2 separate regions of the Ovis aries genome follow, and region 2 is linked to region 1. The links are chromatin contacts, called in public Hi-C maps. All regions are on one chromosome and are shown on one strand. Each heading gives the region's core, a stretch centred on a gene start, on an enhancer-like site or on the middle of the called end of the contact. The rest is flanking DNA. Distances are from core to core; before and after follow the strand shown.

Region 1 (7,053 bases), core at 4,213-6,712:
TCTTAGGTTACCCTGAGGAGTGCTGCTACGGAAAAGATGGAGTAGGTCTGGGCTGGTCCTCATCTACCAGTTATTGAGGGGGACAGCTGGCGTTTTAAGGACAGCTAGTCCATTTTAGTTTTCCTGTCCTTCTGACCCTCTAGCGTTTGCTGTGCTTCCGCCCATGGCACCCCCTCCCTTTGATCTTCCGTGTCCCATCCGCGGCTGGGCGGTGGGCTCTGGGTCTGTAAATAGGTCGCAAGCAGCTGTGGGGGACTTCTTGCTTCCTGATGTGACGGGATGGTGACTCTTGCTTGACATCTGCTGGCCCTTGTCGGGATCACATGTTTTCCAAGAGGCCCTGGTTCCTTTCCTGGAGACCAGGTTGGTAGAGGGCAGGGCTGGGCCCTTGGTGTGCTCGTTGTCACCGGAGGTTACTGTGTCCAGGCCTTCCCAGTGCACAGAGCTAGGACGTGGGCGCTGTCTTCTTGAGAGAAAAATTCATCAACGTTCACACCACTTTTTCCAGCTGACATTCAGGGGTGAGAGGTTTTTATTTCTTTGATTGTATATTTGGATCTCTCTTTACCAGTGATTAATCTTGGCTCCTAATTTTAATAGTTCATCTGCTTGCTCTGGTGAATTAGAGGATCCTACAATAAGTTAAATGTAATTCTCACATAATAGTTACATATAACACTACTGTGATTTCAGAACAACAGTACCGGTAATTTACGGTGACATTTCTGAAAACCATTTAAGATTTCTCCCCCTGCCTTCTTTTTTTGGCCACGCCGCATGGGATCTTGGTTCCCCAATCAGAGTTTGAACCCCCGTCCCCTTCACTGGGAGCTCATGCCTTAACCACTGGCCCACCAGGACGGTCCCTGTGGTTCTAGGGCTCTGGGAACACCGCCCTCTGTAAGTGGGCCCCAGCACCCATCATCCCGTGCTTAGAGGGACCGCCTTTTCTCCTTGACTGACACTGCCGCCGCATCCTGCTCCCGGGTCCCTTTGTGGTTCACTTGGAGAAGGCCCTTCCCATGTTTTCAGCAAAGGGGTTTATTTATGCATTCAGCTCTTTACACTGTACCTTTTAAAATTTTAAACTTATTTTTAAAAGGCAAAAAGATAAACGCTTTAGAGGCCTTTTCACCAGAAGGACTCTGTGCTCCATGTATTCACGCTGCTTCTGTCCTTTTAATGCCTGGAGCCCCGACACGATATTGGGTAGAAATCTGGAGCCAAGTTTGAGGGCAGTGAGAAAGCGGGTGTCCCTGAGGGGACAGACGAGGACAGACGAGAACAGCTGTCGCATCTGTGCGCGTCTGACAGGCTCCCTGCAGGCTGTGCTTGGTGACCGCTCGTGTGCCCGCTGTCTTGCAGGAGCTGTACCCCGCATTCTGCATCCACAACGGGGGCTCCGACCTGGAGCGGCTGCCCACCGCCAGCACCTGCATGAACCTGCTGAAGCTCCCCGAGTTCCAGGATGAGGCACTGCTGCGGAGCAAGCTCCTGTACGCCATCGAGTGCGCCGCGGGCTTCGAGCTGAGCTGACCCGTGGCCGTGGCCCACCCTCTGCGGAGATGGCCTGGCCTCCATGCGCCCCCAGCCAGCAGGGCGCTCGAGCTGGACTCCCAGCTCTCCCAGGTCCCTCTCCGCCACCCCTTCCTGCATTTTTAAGTGATTTATTAAGTTGTGCTCACGTATTTAGATGGACGTTGCTTTTCGAATAACTTAAAATAACAAATGTTACATGCCACGTGGCTAATATAGTAATTTTGCCAAGAAGAGCACAGTTTTAATACTGGTGGCAACTCAGTGAAATTAACCAAAGATGAAGCTTTGGCTGTGCTGCGGATAAGCCCCCCAAGCTGGTGACCTGGCGCCTGGGGAGGGGGCCGCTGCTCCGACCTGGCTCTGGTCTCCAGAGACTCGGGCCTCTGGGAACCGTGGGCCACTGCTTCTCGTGTGGTTGAATTGTTTACAAGCCTCATTGTTAAAACTACAGGCTGGTTTTTTTTTTTCCTGCTGCCTTTTCCCAAAGTGGTTAGGTTGGAAAATAGATAACAATGGTAATATTTTATTTGTGTTTTTTAAGCCATCTCCCCAGATCGGGACTAGCATGCTTGTTTCCAGTCTGCCGCTGACCTGCATTGTGATGGTTTGGACATTCCTGTGTGTGGGTGTGTGTGAGGCGGGTCCTTCACTCTCTTCCTTTCTGTCTCCACCTCGTGCCTGGAGAGCTTTGGGGGTGTGGGGGGAGGGGGGGCTCCGTCCTGCTCCTGGGCGTGTGCGACCCGCGGTGAGCGATGCTTGGGGAGGAGGCCCGCAGCCCCTCCCGAGTCACTTGAACCAAAGTGGCGCTGCGCCTTTGCACTGCGGCCCGGGCCCCGCCCCCTCGGTTCTGGGTTCTGGGTGCTGCGTTGCAGGGGGCGGGCGCCCGGGGCGGGGCGGGGGCGGGGCGGGGCGGTCCTCTGGATTCGGGATTCGGCACTTTATCAGGACCTGGCGAGAGGAGCGTCTGAGAGCGTCGCCGGAGGACGCAGGCGCTGGCCGGTGCTTGCTGTCACTGGAGCTCTGGGCTGACGTGGGGGACGGGCCACAATTAGCAATATCCTTTTAAATGTGGGGGAGCCGAATGACACTTTTAAGACAGTGACCATTATCAAAACAAAATGTATAATTTCTTAATTTGAAGAATAAATTAAGTGTTTAAATGCTATTTGTAGTCTTGATATACAGAAATAAAATAATTAGGGTTTGTCCTTGGTTTTATTTTTTTATTTTAGGTCGTATTATGTTGGATGTTCTATATCTTCTTATTAATTGATTTGTATATTATCATTATTTCAGAAATGGAATATCTGGGACTGAAGAGAAATGGGCAGTTACTCTTACTTGGATTTTCTTCCTCGGCTAATCTGAGCTTATTTATTTATTTGTATGTTCCAATGGCTAAATATTTGCATTAAATTTTTTTCCCAAGTTTGTGTTGGACTCATACCCCAAATCATTGTGATTGGTTCCGTTCTGCCCTAGTAAAACATCAGTTTATCACATTGTTTAAATGTCATCAGTTGAGACAGGGTAATAACAGGCTGTGTTCAGAATCTGGTACACCAGACAGTGACGCCTGGCATCTGAAACGCCCCAAGTGAGGCTTCGAGAAGGCGGACCTGCGGCAGCCCCTCCAGCTCAGGCCCTGGGGAGAGCCAGGCTCGCCAGGGGCCGCTGCCACCTTGCCGGGTCCCGAGGGCTTGGCATCACATTACTGAGAAGCAGCGCTCAAGTCAGGCTCGCCCTTCTCCATCACCCTGTCTGCCGCCTCCGGGCCGTCCTGGCTTCCTGCCTCCTCCTGGTGTGTGTATGCTTGTGCCAGGGAGAACGGGTGCAGGCATGCTGCGACGCAGAAAGATGGAAGCTGAAGGCCTGGAACTGGAGCCTTGCTAGGACTCCGCTGGCGTCTTAGTCACCTGTCCCGAGCTCCTCTGCTCCAGGTCTGAAAGGCTTCCAGTAGCGAAGTGAAGGGTGTCCCGGACCACACAGCCTCATCTGCCACACGGAATAGCAGACGTCCCCGGAGTTTGTCCTGGGAGGAGTTAACATCCACTCCTCAGACAAGGTGAGTCGCTGAGCCCGCTGTGGGCTCCCGAAGGCTCCTTCCCGGCATCGCAGTGGTGGCCAGAGCGGACGGCCGAGGCCGGTGACCAGCAGGCGCAGGTGGGGAGTCAGGAGAGGGCCGAGAGGAAGGAGGCGGGGCTGGCCAGGAGCCCCTGGCGCCCCGGAGAGCTACGGCCCGTCGGAGGCCTCTGCTTCCAGGAAACTCGGCGAGCTCTTAGGTAAGCGGAGGTGCAAAGTACTCAGGCCTTTCTGTAAAACGGGGACAATTAAATACCGGTCTCCCCCGACTAAGACAGACCCTCTTCAGCACCTGTTTTTAGTAACCAAAAGAAATTGAACAAGGATTTGCACTTTTACCAAGAAAAAAGGGAGCAAGGTGAAGATTGGGTTCGCTCAGCCTGCCTTGCAGGGAGCATTTCAGAGGCGGCATCCACCCCGCAGGGAGCGGCCCTGCCCGGCTCCTTCCCCTGGGGCCACACGCAGCATCTCAGGTGGAGCTGCCCTGCTGTGAACCGGGTCCCTGAGCATCTGGGCTTCGTCGGTTTCCCTTGTGCCTCCACGAGCCACACGGCTCCTCCGGCGACTCCTGCTTCCCTTTAGGCCTTTGCAGCTCAGGGAGGGTCTCCGTCGGAGAGCGGGGGACCCTGGGCTTTGTCTTCACAGGAGGGATACACAGCTTTGATGAGGGCTGTAAATAAGCTTGTGATGTCAGCGTTTAGAAACACGATTATAGAACCGTGTTTTAACTTAAGCAGTTTGATGTCACAGGCAGCAGACGTCACCTTTTGCTGTTTGCACCGGCTGTAACGTTGTCACCCTAGGCAACACCATTCCCTTTTCCTCTGCGGCGACAAGCAGAAGAGGCAGCCTTCAGCGCCTCGTTTCTTTGAGTGACCGCACCTCTGGGAGCACGTGGGGCTGCTGTCTGCGTCCCGCCAGCGCCCTCGGGACGGCGGGAGGCTGGGCCCCAGCCCTGGGCGCTGTGTAGGCAGCCAGGAGAAGCGAGGGGCGGGAGACGGGCACACCGGGGCCGGCGCCCGTGAAATGAGTGTGCCGAGACACTGATGCGCTGTTACCTTTCATGGGTCAGATGGAAAGTCGTTTGTCGTGACGTGTCACCTGGAGAAGAGGCTGGCCATGACACATGAGTGTCTGAGGCCCCACGTCCAGACTTCGTGGGCCCGTCCCCCTCCCTCATGCCCGCCCACCACCCAGGGTCCCCCAGGCCTAACCCCCCAAACCCTCGGGGCTGGGCCGTCGTGGGAAGGGTGCAGGTTAGGGCCTGGGGGTGGGGGGCGGCGTGCAGCAGGACGGTCCTTTCAGGGTCCCTGCCAGGAGCTGTGTGGCTTGGGCGTGCCGCCTGGGGCCCAGTGCCCAGGGTTTGGGGGGCATCTCATGGGCTTCCCAGGTGGCACCAGTGGGAAAGAACGCACTTTCCAGTGCAGGACTCAAGAGATGTGTTTGATCCCTGGGTCGGGAAGGTCCCCTGGAGGAGGAGATCGTCGCCCACTCCAGTCTTGTCTGGAGAATCCCGGGGGCTACAGTCCGTGGGGTCGCAGAGTCGGCCGCGGCTGAGCCACCTGGCGTCCATGCACAGACGTTGCACCTGTGTGCCCCGGGAGAGGGGAGCCCACAGCGTGGGCAGGGCCGGGCCACACCTGGGGCTGCTGAGTGCCAGAGTGGGAGCCTCACACGTGCCGCGCTTTGGGGGTGATGCTGGGCACCCGGGACGTGCAGGCAGCACTGCTGCTGTGGTGCCTGGCGGGCACAGGCCTGCCGGGCTGCCTCTCCACCCCTCGGCCCTCCTTTCCTTGGGACCCCACGCCCGCTGAGCTCTCTCCCCATGCGGCCGGCAGGGGGCGCTGAGGCTGCACAGCCAGACGCAGACCTGTGTATGTGCACACTTGTACACACACACACACACACACAGAAGGGGAGGGTTCCTGAGGGGAGGGGGGCCTCCGCCCGGGGGAAGCACGCAGGACTGACGGGACAGACCAGGGCAGCGTCTGGTCTCCCCACACCCACCCCTCTCTGCTCTGTCGACGGGCACCCCCCCCCCCCCCAGCGTGCGCTGGCCCTGCCCTGGCCGCCACTTCACCACATTCGGGACACGATGCCCTCTGGGGCCGCCCAGCCCACCACAGGCAGCCCTGAGCTCGTGGGGTCTTCGTTCCCCATCCAGGGATGGAACCCAAGGCCCCCTGTGGCGGGAGTGCAGAGTGCAGCCACTGGGTCCTCAGGGAAGCCCCGCCCTGGTGCACTTCCGTGTCCTTTCTGCTCTGCCTGCTGGTGGTTTTGGGGTTTAAGTTTTTCCTCAGCCCCTCCCCCTGCTGGGCGTGTTTTCTGGGTCACAGGCCCTCCCTGCTGGCGAGCCCCAGGGCCCAGCGCTCAGGGCGGGCTCCTCAGGGACCCTGCCTTCCCGCCCGACCCCACGTCCCTCCCTCCGTCGTCCGTGGCGATTTTAGCTGCTGCTTTTGTTCAATCAGAGTTGCACGTGCACACAGTACAAAGAGTCCGTTGATTGTTTAATTTGATAAAAATACAAAGAGAATTCCCTGACCCCACCCACGGCTGCCTGAACCCCGCTCTGCACACTGCCTGGCACAGAGGTGGACCCGCAGGACTCGCTTAGGTCTGACGCCAGCTGAGCAGCTAGGACAACTGCCATCGCGACTGCGGGCCACAGCAGCCCGGAAGGCCTTGTCGCCCGTCTCAGCTGGGGGCCTTCCTCCCGAGCCGCTCCTGGATTGCTGGGGCATCTGCATCCCACCCTCATGGTGGTGGGCTGGTCCCCTGAAGGACCGCGGGGTGGGTGTGGAGGGAGGAGGCAACCCTGGGTCCCTCTCAGGTCAAGAAGCTTCCTCGGGGTCAGCTAGGCTAAAGCGTGAAACCTGAGGGCCAGGAGGCAGCCGTGCAGAGACCGCTGGGGGAGGGGGCGTCTGGAGGCAGCTGTTCTGAGCATGCCACACATCTGCAGGGCAGGGGCAAAGCCCAGCACGGAAAGCACCTGCTGGTCGTCCAGGGTCTCCCTGGGGCACGGAGCCGTTTGGTGACGGGCTGGGCAGGGACATCGAGGTCAGCACAGCTGTCGACACTGGTCCGGGGGCAGCTGCCCGGGTCACTCGGGTGACACCCTTGCCAGCCTGGTGGTCGGGCCTCCTCAGCACTGAGGAGCTTGAAGAACATGTTTCCTGCCCGGGTGCCCCCAGGGTGGCGCCTGGAGGCGGCGCTCCTTCAAGGCCCAGCCACAGGGGCCCCCCCAGACCCCCGCGGGCCTCAGGGTCCCTGCCGTCTCGGGCGCTGAGCACCCATGTCACCACCTGCTGCCCCCCTCACCTGTCTCTCCCGCTGCACTCGCGGCTCTGTGTGCCCCCAGGGGACGCCAGCCACCCTCTGGGCACATTCTGGGGCGTCACAGCCGGTGGGGGCAGGAAGACCCTGGCACGA
Region 2 (7,604 bases), core at 2,810-5,309, 110 kb after region 1:
GGGGGGGCCACCACCGACCTCTTGCTCCTCAGAAAGTGGAAGCCAAGGGCATGGAAGGCCGTGTGGGGCGTGAGGGGCCTGTGCTGAGGTTGGAGGTCCTCGCAGGCCTGCGTCCTTCCCACTCCTGCCCTCGGGGCGCGGGACTCCTGCCGCAGCCCCTCTCCCACCCTCGTGGAAGCCCCCCTCTTTGGCCTGTGCTGCTTCCTGGTCCTTCTAAAAGTCCCACCAGCGCCAGAGGCAGCCGTCAACCCTGCCACCAGGCCACAGGCTCTAGAACCTTCGGCTAACGGCATGCCCCGTCACAAAGACCCTGGCTCACGAGGAGCCGGAGAGCAGGGGGGAAGGGGACGAAGGCCACGTTAGCAGTCCATCATGGAGAGCGCTGTTGTGAAAGCGTCAGAACACTCCTTCCTGCTAGGGAGCAGGTTTGTGCACACGTTTCGTCACAAAGTGCGTCCTCATACAGACACAGGTGTGAATCCTGCCTTCCCACTCAACAGTGCGTGTCCTGGACGCTTCTCACGTCATAGCCCTTTCCGGGACGTCACTGAAATAGCCGTGGAGAACCCCCTTCAGAGCTGTTGCAGCGTGCTTGTTCGTGTTTCTTTTTTAATTTTAGTTTTTTAATTGGGAGGCCCAGATTTGATCCCTGGGTTGGGAAGATCCCCTGGAGAAGGGATGGCTACCCACTCCAGTCTTCTTGCCTGGGGAATTCCATGGACAGAGGAGCCTGACGGGCTATGGTCCATGGGGGTGCACAGAGTTGGACACGGCTGACGGACTAACACACACACACACACACACACACACACTTGATTTACAGCGTTGTGTTATACAGCGCCGTGACTCGGGTACTATCACCGTATCTATTTTTTCAGATTCCTTTCCCTCCTAAGTTATTTAAAACTGTGGGGTAGACGTCCCTGCGCGGTACAGCAGCTCCCTGATGGCTGCCTGTTTCATGCACAGCGGTGTGTCTGTGTTAACCCCACACTCCTGGCTTATCCCCACCCCTCTCCCTTTGGTGACCATCAATCTGCTTGTGTCTGAGTCTGTTTTGTGTGTGAGTTCACTCGCGCTTGGTTCTTGTTCAAGCCCAACATGGAAACACTTCGGAATCCGGCTGGCTCTTGTAGAGAGCACTCCCGAGACAGGAGCTGAGCAGTGGACACACGCCCTTCTGCTCGCTCGCCAGCCCAGGGGTTGCCCACCTGAGGCGCGAGAAAGCCAGCAGGGAGAGCAGTGAGCCTGCACGTGAGTGTGTGTGTGCACACAAGTGTGCACGCGCGTGCCTGACATCAGACCCAGGCACACAGCTGGTGACACGGAGGCCTCTGCCTGCTCCTCTCTTGGGGCGGAGGGTCTGGGGACCCCGACATCGCCGTATGTCACAGTCACACAGAGCCCACAGAGGCGGCCCAGTGGGACCCAGAGTCCTCTCGGGTTGGGGCTGCTGGGCGCGGGGGTAGCCAGGCGGGGCCGTGCTGCAGTCGTCGGGCCTGAAGACTGCGGATGAGGGCCGTGCACTGTGCCATGGACGCCCGGTGGGTTTCCATGTGCTGCCACCTGGCGGGAGGAGGCAGTGGTGACGTTGGCCACGAGCCATCCTCAGGGAGAGGCTCGCTCTTCCGGGAGCCAGGCCTTCCCCACCTCTGTCACTACCGAGCGTGTGCAGGCTCTCTGCTCCCCACGGGCCTCTGATGATGAGGGGGGCCACCAGGGAGTTAGGCTGCTGCCCGATCGCCAGGGTCTTTTTTCTTTTTTAGGGAATACATTGTGATAAAGGAGAGTGTGCAAAGGTATTTAAAATAGCAGGCATCTTTTTTGATTCCCATTGCAAGCTTTTATCAGTATGAGAGGAAAAGAAATGTCTTCACTGGAATTCTGTGCTCCCAGCGGCTCTTAAAGCTTGCTTTCCTCAGAAGGTGTCTGCGGGGAATGTGTGCCCCTGAAGGAAGCAGGGGTGGCCAGGAGCATCCTCCCTAGCGGGTGTGCCTTCCAGCCGCACACACCAGGGGATCCTGGGGTGGTCTGAATGAAAGGGCAGATCTGCTACACACGGACTCCCTTCCTGTGCCTAAACGCAGGGCAGAAAAGAGGTGTCCCATTGCTGACACCCCCGCAGTCTCTCGTATTTCCACTGCAGTGACTGCCTCTGGGTGTGTTTGTCTGCTTTTTCTTTTTCAGATTAAAAAGAATTTTTTTTTTTTTGGTCCCATGGCACGTGGGATCTGGGGCTTCCCTGGTGGCGCAGTCTGTAAAGAAACTGCCTGCAATGTGGGAGACCTGGGTTCAGTCCCTGGGTGGGGAAGATCCCCTGGAGAAAGGAAAGGCTACCCACTCCAGTATTCTTGCCTGGGGAATCCCATGGAAAGAGGAGCCTGGTGGGCTGCAGTCCACAGGGTCGCAAAGACACAACTGCGCGACTAGTTCCCTGACCAGAGATTGGACCAGCACACCCTGAATTGGAAGTCCTGAGTCCTAAACCCCTCGACCACAGGGGAGACCCGTGCATTTCTTCCTTAAAGTGCCATGAGCTTTGCAGAGCCCATTTGAGTCTGCAGAGCTCAGTGTGGTTTAAAATCTAAACCATTGGCAAAGGTGACGTTCTCATCTGACTTGATGGAAAACACCCATTTCAACAAGGAAAAAAACCACTGATTTTTCAGAGATGAATATTTTTTTGCAGTAACACTTGAAGAGCCATCAGTATGAACTGAGCCAGGGAATCACCACCTCTCCCGAGCTCTCCTTCCAGAGTGGTTTTGAAGGTGAGCCCCTCTCGCTTTCTGAGGGGCTTCTAGGCTAGACCTGGGCTCGGTGGGGATCCTGCGGGTTCCGCTTTGCTCTTGGCAGCTTGCCCACTCTTGCTAATTTATTCTATTCACCTGAGTTCAGTGCAGGGCAGCGAGTCCCCAGATACGGCTTGGAGCATCCATAAGAAATGTTTCCGTTGCTGCCAGCACCCGAGGCTTCTCTGGTGTCTCCTCGTGGGACGGGCACGCACAGACAACACCGCACGGTAGCACCTCCGAGTGGAAAGAGAGGGTGTCTGAGTGTGCGGAGTGGAAGCTGAGATGCGCAGGACCCGACGCCCAGCGTCCGCGGCAGGGCCCTGAGCGGGCACCGGGCTGGGCCTGTGCTGCCGGCGGGTGCGGGGTTCGCCGGCGGGTGCGGGGTTCGCCGGCGGGTGCGGGGTTCGCCGGCGGTGGGGTGACTTGAGCGGAATCCTTCCCGAGAACCCGCGGGCTACGCGGTGTGAGCTTCGCTGCTCCCCCGCGGGGAGGCGGCTGCGGTGCGGCAGTCGCTGCCGCCGCGAGGGCGTCGTCCTGAGACAAACGCGCCCGCGGCCTGCTCGGCGGCCAGACGCGCACCCGCGCGGTTTGCGGGGCTCCGCAGCCGCCGGGCCCCGGGCGGAGGGGCCCGAGCCGCGGAGGAGCCGCCGCCTCGCGGCCTGCGGCGGGACGAGCGCCCCGGCTTGGGCGTGGCTCCCAGCAGCCGAGGGGCCGAGAGCACGGCTCAGAGGAAGGCGAGCGCGGCCGCGACTGCGGAACGGGGGGCCCCGCGGGGCTGTTCGCACGCGACGACCCCTCGAGCGCCAAGGGGCCCCGCGCAGACCGGCCGTCGGGGGCTGTGTGGCGGGTGAGGGAAGGTGGTGTTTTAAGTCTAGCAACGCGTGCTCTCGCGTCTGCCAGCGGGCACGGCGGCGACCGCGGCTTCGGAAGACCCAGGCCCGGCCCGATGTTAAGCGGCCCTCGTCCTCCCGCCCGAGCCGAGCGCAGCCGAGCCGAGCGGAGCTGAGCGGAGTCAAGCCGAGCCGAGCAGAGTCGAGCCGAGCCGAACCCAGCCGAGCCGAGCCGAGCCGAGCCGAGCCGAGCCGAGCCGAGCCGAGCCGAGCCGAGCCGAGCCGAGCCGAGCCGAGCCGAGCCGAGCCGAGCCGCGCCGCGCCGAGCCGAGCCGCGCCGAGCCGAGCCGAGCCGCTCGCTCCCGAGCAAGAGCCCCTGAATGAAGCGGGTGCAGGCGCGAGGGCGCCACAGGCACGCGTCCCCTCCTCCCGCGGGCAGCGAGCCCGCCCCATTGGCTGCGCCGCGTTGCCAGGACTCTGTTGCTAGGATCTCGCTGCCTCCAGCCCCGGCAGGAAACATGCCATGAATTATGGATGCTTGATTTTCTCGGAGAGGTCTGATCTGTGATGCAGATGAGCTCCGAGTTACCCCTTTTCTTCTGGCTTCTTAAGGGGGAAAAGAAAAAAAAAATCAGAGTTTTAAATCAGAAGCTGCCATTTACGAAGTCCCAGTTGCCACTAGAGGGGCTGGGCCGCCGGCGTTAATTCTTATGCAAAGAGAGGGCCGGGGGTCAGTGTCTGTTATTTGTTCTGGAAAAGCTTGTAGGATTTTTCGCTGAACCTTGTGACCCTTTAGGGGCATGCTTTTTTTGTGTGTGTGATCAGAGACAAAACGGGGTAGAAACACTAGAAGTGGCATTTTCTGAATTTGAGACGCTTTTCCTCCCGGCCCGCGGGGCGGGAGCCAGGCGGGGTTGGGTCCTTGGCTGGCGGATCACCGAGGACCCCTCTCCCACCTCCCGCAGCAGATCCCTCAACCTACACCCCAGAGGCAAAGAAACATTTACCGACAGGCTCCCGGGTCTTTCTTCCTTTCCTGGAGCGTGGACCAGCGTGGCCGCGGTCACGGGACCCTCCCTCCCTGCTGGGGAAGAGTGGCCTAGCCCCCTTTCTGGGGCCCTCCCATCCACAGCAGCTTGTGTTCCTGGGCTGGTCTCAGCACGGTGGTGTCTGCTGCCCCACTGCCTGGCCCGTGGCAGGCAGAGGGGCATGGAGGGCAGAGGGCCAGGCACCCCCCACCTTGTCGCCTCCTCTGGCACTGGGCTCCGAGCAGGCAAATTGGGCAGCGTCTGAGGGCCCAGAGCTTGGTTAACAGCCCAGGAGCTCGGTCCACAGTAAATGCCGGGGGGTTAGAGCTCCTCTTCAGGGCCTGTCCTGCCTGGGGAGGGGAGTCGGCCGTGCGCCCCTGGCTGTGGGCTCCCACGTTCCACCCCCGTTCCCGCGGCTCCCCTAACCCCAGACCCTGCTCTGGAGGCAGGACATGAGGCTCCTGAGGACAGATGGACTCACAGATGTGGCCTCCGCGAGGGAGGAGGTGACCTGTGCCCAGCACTCAACACAAAGAGCCAATTCTCTGAAAAAGCTGTGAAAATACCTGTCATTACCTGCCTGGACCAGCAGGCCGTCTCTCACTACCCGGAGCCCTGCCACTATTACTTGGAAGAAAGAGGAGAGAAAGAACTTTATTTCAGAGGCAGAGGCTTTATTCCAGAGGGACGGGGAAGCGGTTTAGGTGAAAATTGCATTCGTCACTCCCGCATCGCAGCGTTTATTGCGCGAGGCCCGGTTCAGCCCAGGAATTTCTAAGCATTGCAAGACCCCAAAGATGAGAGGAACAGTCGACCGAACTTCCTTCCAGAACGTCGTCTGTTTCTGGAGTCTGAGCCTTTCCATCTTTCTGTTGCGGGGATGGTGGGATTGTGTTGTTTTCAGAATTGCGGCGACGGTTTTCATGAAGAGCCATGAGTCACCCGCTCTTTCCAGGTCACCTGGAGACAGTCACTGGTAACATCGATTGTTTAAGAATTTAAAAGCAGCGAAACAGAAAAGCTTGGAGTCCCTGGCTCTCTCCAGCGTCCACCCGCAGCGGCGGCGGGCAGACAAAGGCGCTCAGTTGGAAGAAGGCGTCAGAGTCTGGGTGCTGGACGCAAGCATCCTTCCTGCCTGAGGCCTCCAGTCTCATCCCTTTGCGGCGCATGTGCGGCCGGCCTGGGCGCCCCACGGGGAGGTGGAGACGGGGCAACGGACAGAGTCGCCAGGGCTCCTGCAGCTGGTGGAACTGCGGGGACGGGCTGATGGCACCCGCGTTGGAGGCCCACGAAGGGCTCCGTTTGGGAGCTTCTGAGGCAGGGTCACAAAGGGTCAGACACGCTGGGGGCGGCTGAGCACGGACGCCCTGCAGACGGGCTCGTAAGAAAACGGTGTCTGAAGAGGGAGGTTTGCTGTTACCCATTTCTTGTCATGAAAACAGTGAGACGAGCCAACACCGAGGAGAATCCACCCAGGATTCAGCCTGCGAGCCAAGAGGTGACACCTCAGCTGAAATGCAGCGAGGCCGGCGCCCCTCCGTTTCTGTGCTAGGCAAAATCTGCACCAGTTCCAGGACCAGTGACTGTTATTAAAACAGCCTGTCCGGTTGACCAGCTCGGAGTGACTGTTGGCGCACGGTTAGTTCTGTGGGCCCTCCAACGTGTCAGGCGCAAGCAGCAGGGTAACTGCTGGGAGGACAGACGGGTCAGGACGAGCATCGCGTCCGCGTCACTGCCCGCGGGAGACGCACAGAGCGCGAGGACAGGCTGGGAACGGCGGGCTCGGGCCTGTGGACCCAACGGCCGAGTGTCGCTTTAGCAGAGCGGATGAGACGCAGGTCAGAAAGGGAGGCGGTGCTGGCCGGCCCCGGGGGAGCCTGCGTCCCGGCCGCTCCTGGTTGAACTGATGAAGCTAAGCCTCCCGGTGACGACCCAGAGCCTTGACAGCTACCCCCCGCCCCGTGGTTCACGGGGACCCCTGCACACCCGGGGACCCGCGGGGCCCAAGCCTGGGCGGGTGTTTCACGTCGAGGAAGGGGGGTCTCTGAGGGTGGAGGGGGTCGGGGTGAGGCCACGGTGCCTAAGCAGCTGGTGGGTCTTGGCCACGGAGACCGGGGTGGGGCGCCTTTGCACCTGGAGAAGATGCTCGCCTGGACGCCTCCGGCCGCATAGCACGGGCTCCAGGCAGGAGGCGAGGCGTGGCCGCCGGTTCCTGCCCCAGCGCCCACAGCGGGCTGACACCTCTGCGCGTGGTTTCAGGAGCCCGCGGCGGACCTGGTGCTCGAAGGTCCCGAGGAGCTGTGGGCGTCCTGCAGGATGTAGGCTGCTGTCTGACCGCGGTGGGCCCAGCCCAGTGCCCTGGGGGCATGGGCCCCGAGATGCGGGTCAGGATCGCAGGAACCGCGGGGGTCCAGTGCTGAAGACAGGCCCCTGCTGATGCCTGGGGGGCACCCCGCGGGGGGCCGGGGCGGCCCTGCTGCTGGAGCAAGCCAGGGCGCCCAGCCTGCGGTCCCGGCGGTGCACCGGCCGACAGACGGGTGCGGTTCGGCCGGAGGGGTGAGAGCACGTGTCTGGGCAGACAGGGTCTCTCCTGTGTCCCTCTGCCCGCTGGCGGAGAGTGGATGAGGTCGGCCTCTCCTGCCTCTTTAAGGCCCGCTCCCCTGTCTCTGGTCTCGGGTGTGTCGATGACTTTCTCTCTCCTGGGAGCTTCCCTGGTCCCCCTCTGCTTCTGCACTTTTGGGGGACTGGACAACACGTGTCCTGAACTCGGGATTTTTATGCCGGTCTTTGCTGCTCAGCACGTGCCTGGTTCAGTCTTTGCATTTCTTTTTTTTTCAAACTGTTTCGTTTTGGACATGTTCCTCTAAACTGCATATATTTTTTAAGCTCCAGCTGGAGAGTCTATTTTAACTGATAATGAAATTCAGTTGCATTTCTGGTGAAAGTGGATG

The links. A called contact is a pair of places that touch in the nucleus more often than the background predicts.
Region 2: a contact with region 1 is called in a Hi-C map of muscle, with 3 times the contacts expected there. The contact joins two enhancer-like sites. A contact is called at or near these places in 2 of 16 Hi-C or Micro-C datasets (blood and muscle).

Annotation. Positions count from the first base shown.
Region 1 is chr4:120,152,254-120,159,306 of ARS-UI_Ramb_v3.0, forward strand. UBE3C (ubiquitin protein ligase E3C) reads left to right here. Exons shown (of 23, transcript XM_060415237.1): 23 at 1,366-2,970. The coding sequence ends at 1,536. Among named protein-coding and RNA genes, the nearest start is that of DNAJB6, 31 kb to the right of the region's middle. Within about 2 kb of position 5,463, at least 22 of the 54 cell types and tissues checked have an H3K27ac peak or open chromatin away from gene starts, as enhancers often do.
Region 2 is chr4:120,259,867-120,267,470 of ARS-UI_Ramb_v3.0, forward strand. No RefSeq gene overlaps it. Among named protein-coding and RNA genes, the nearest start is that of DNAJB6, 77 kb to the left of the region's middle. Within about 2 kb of position 4,060, at least 19 of the 54 cell types and tissues checked have an H3K27ac peak or open chromatin away from gene starts, as enhancers often do.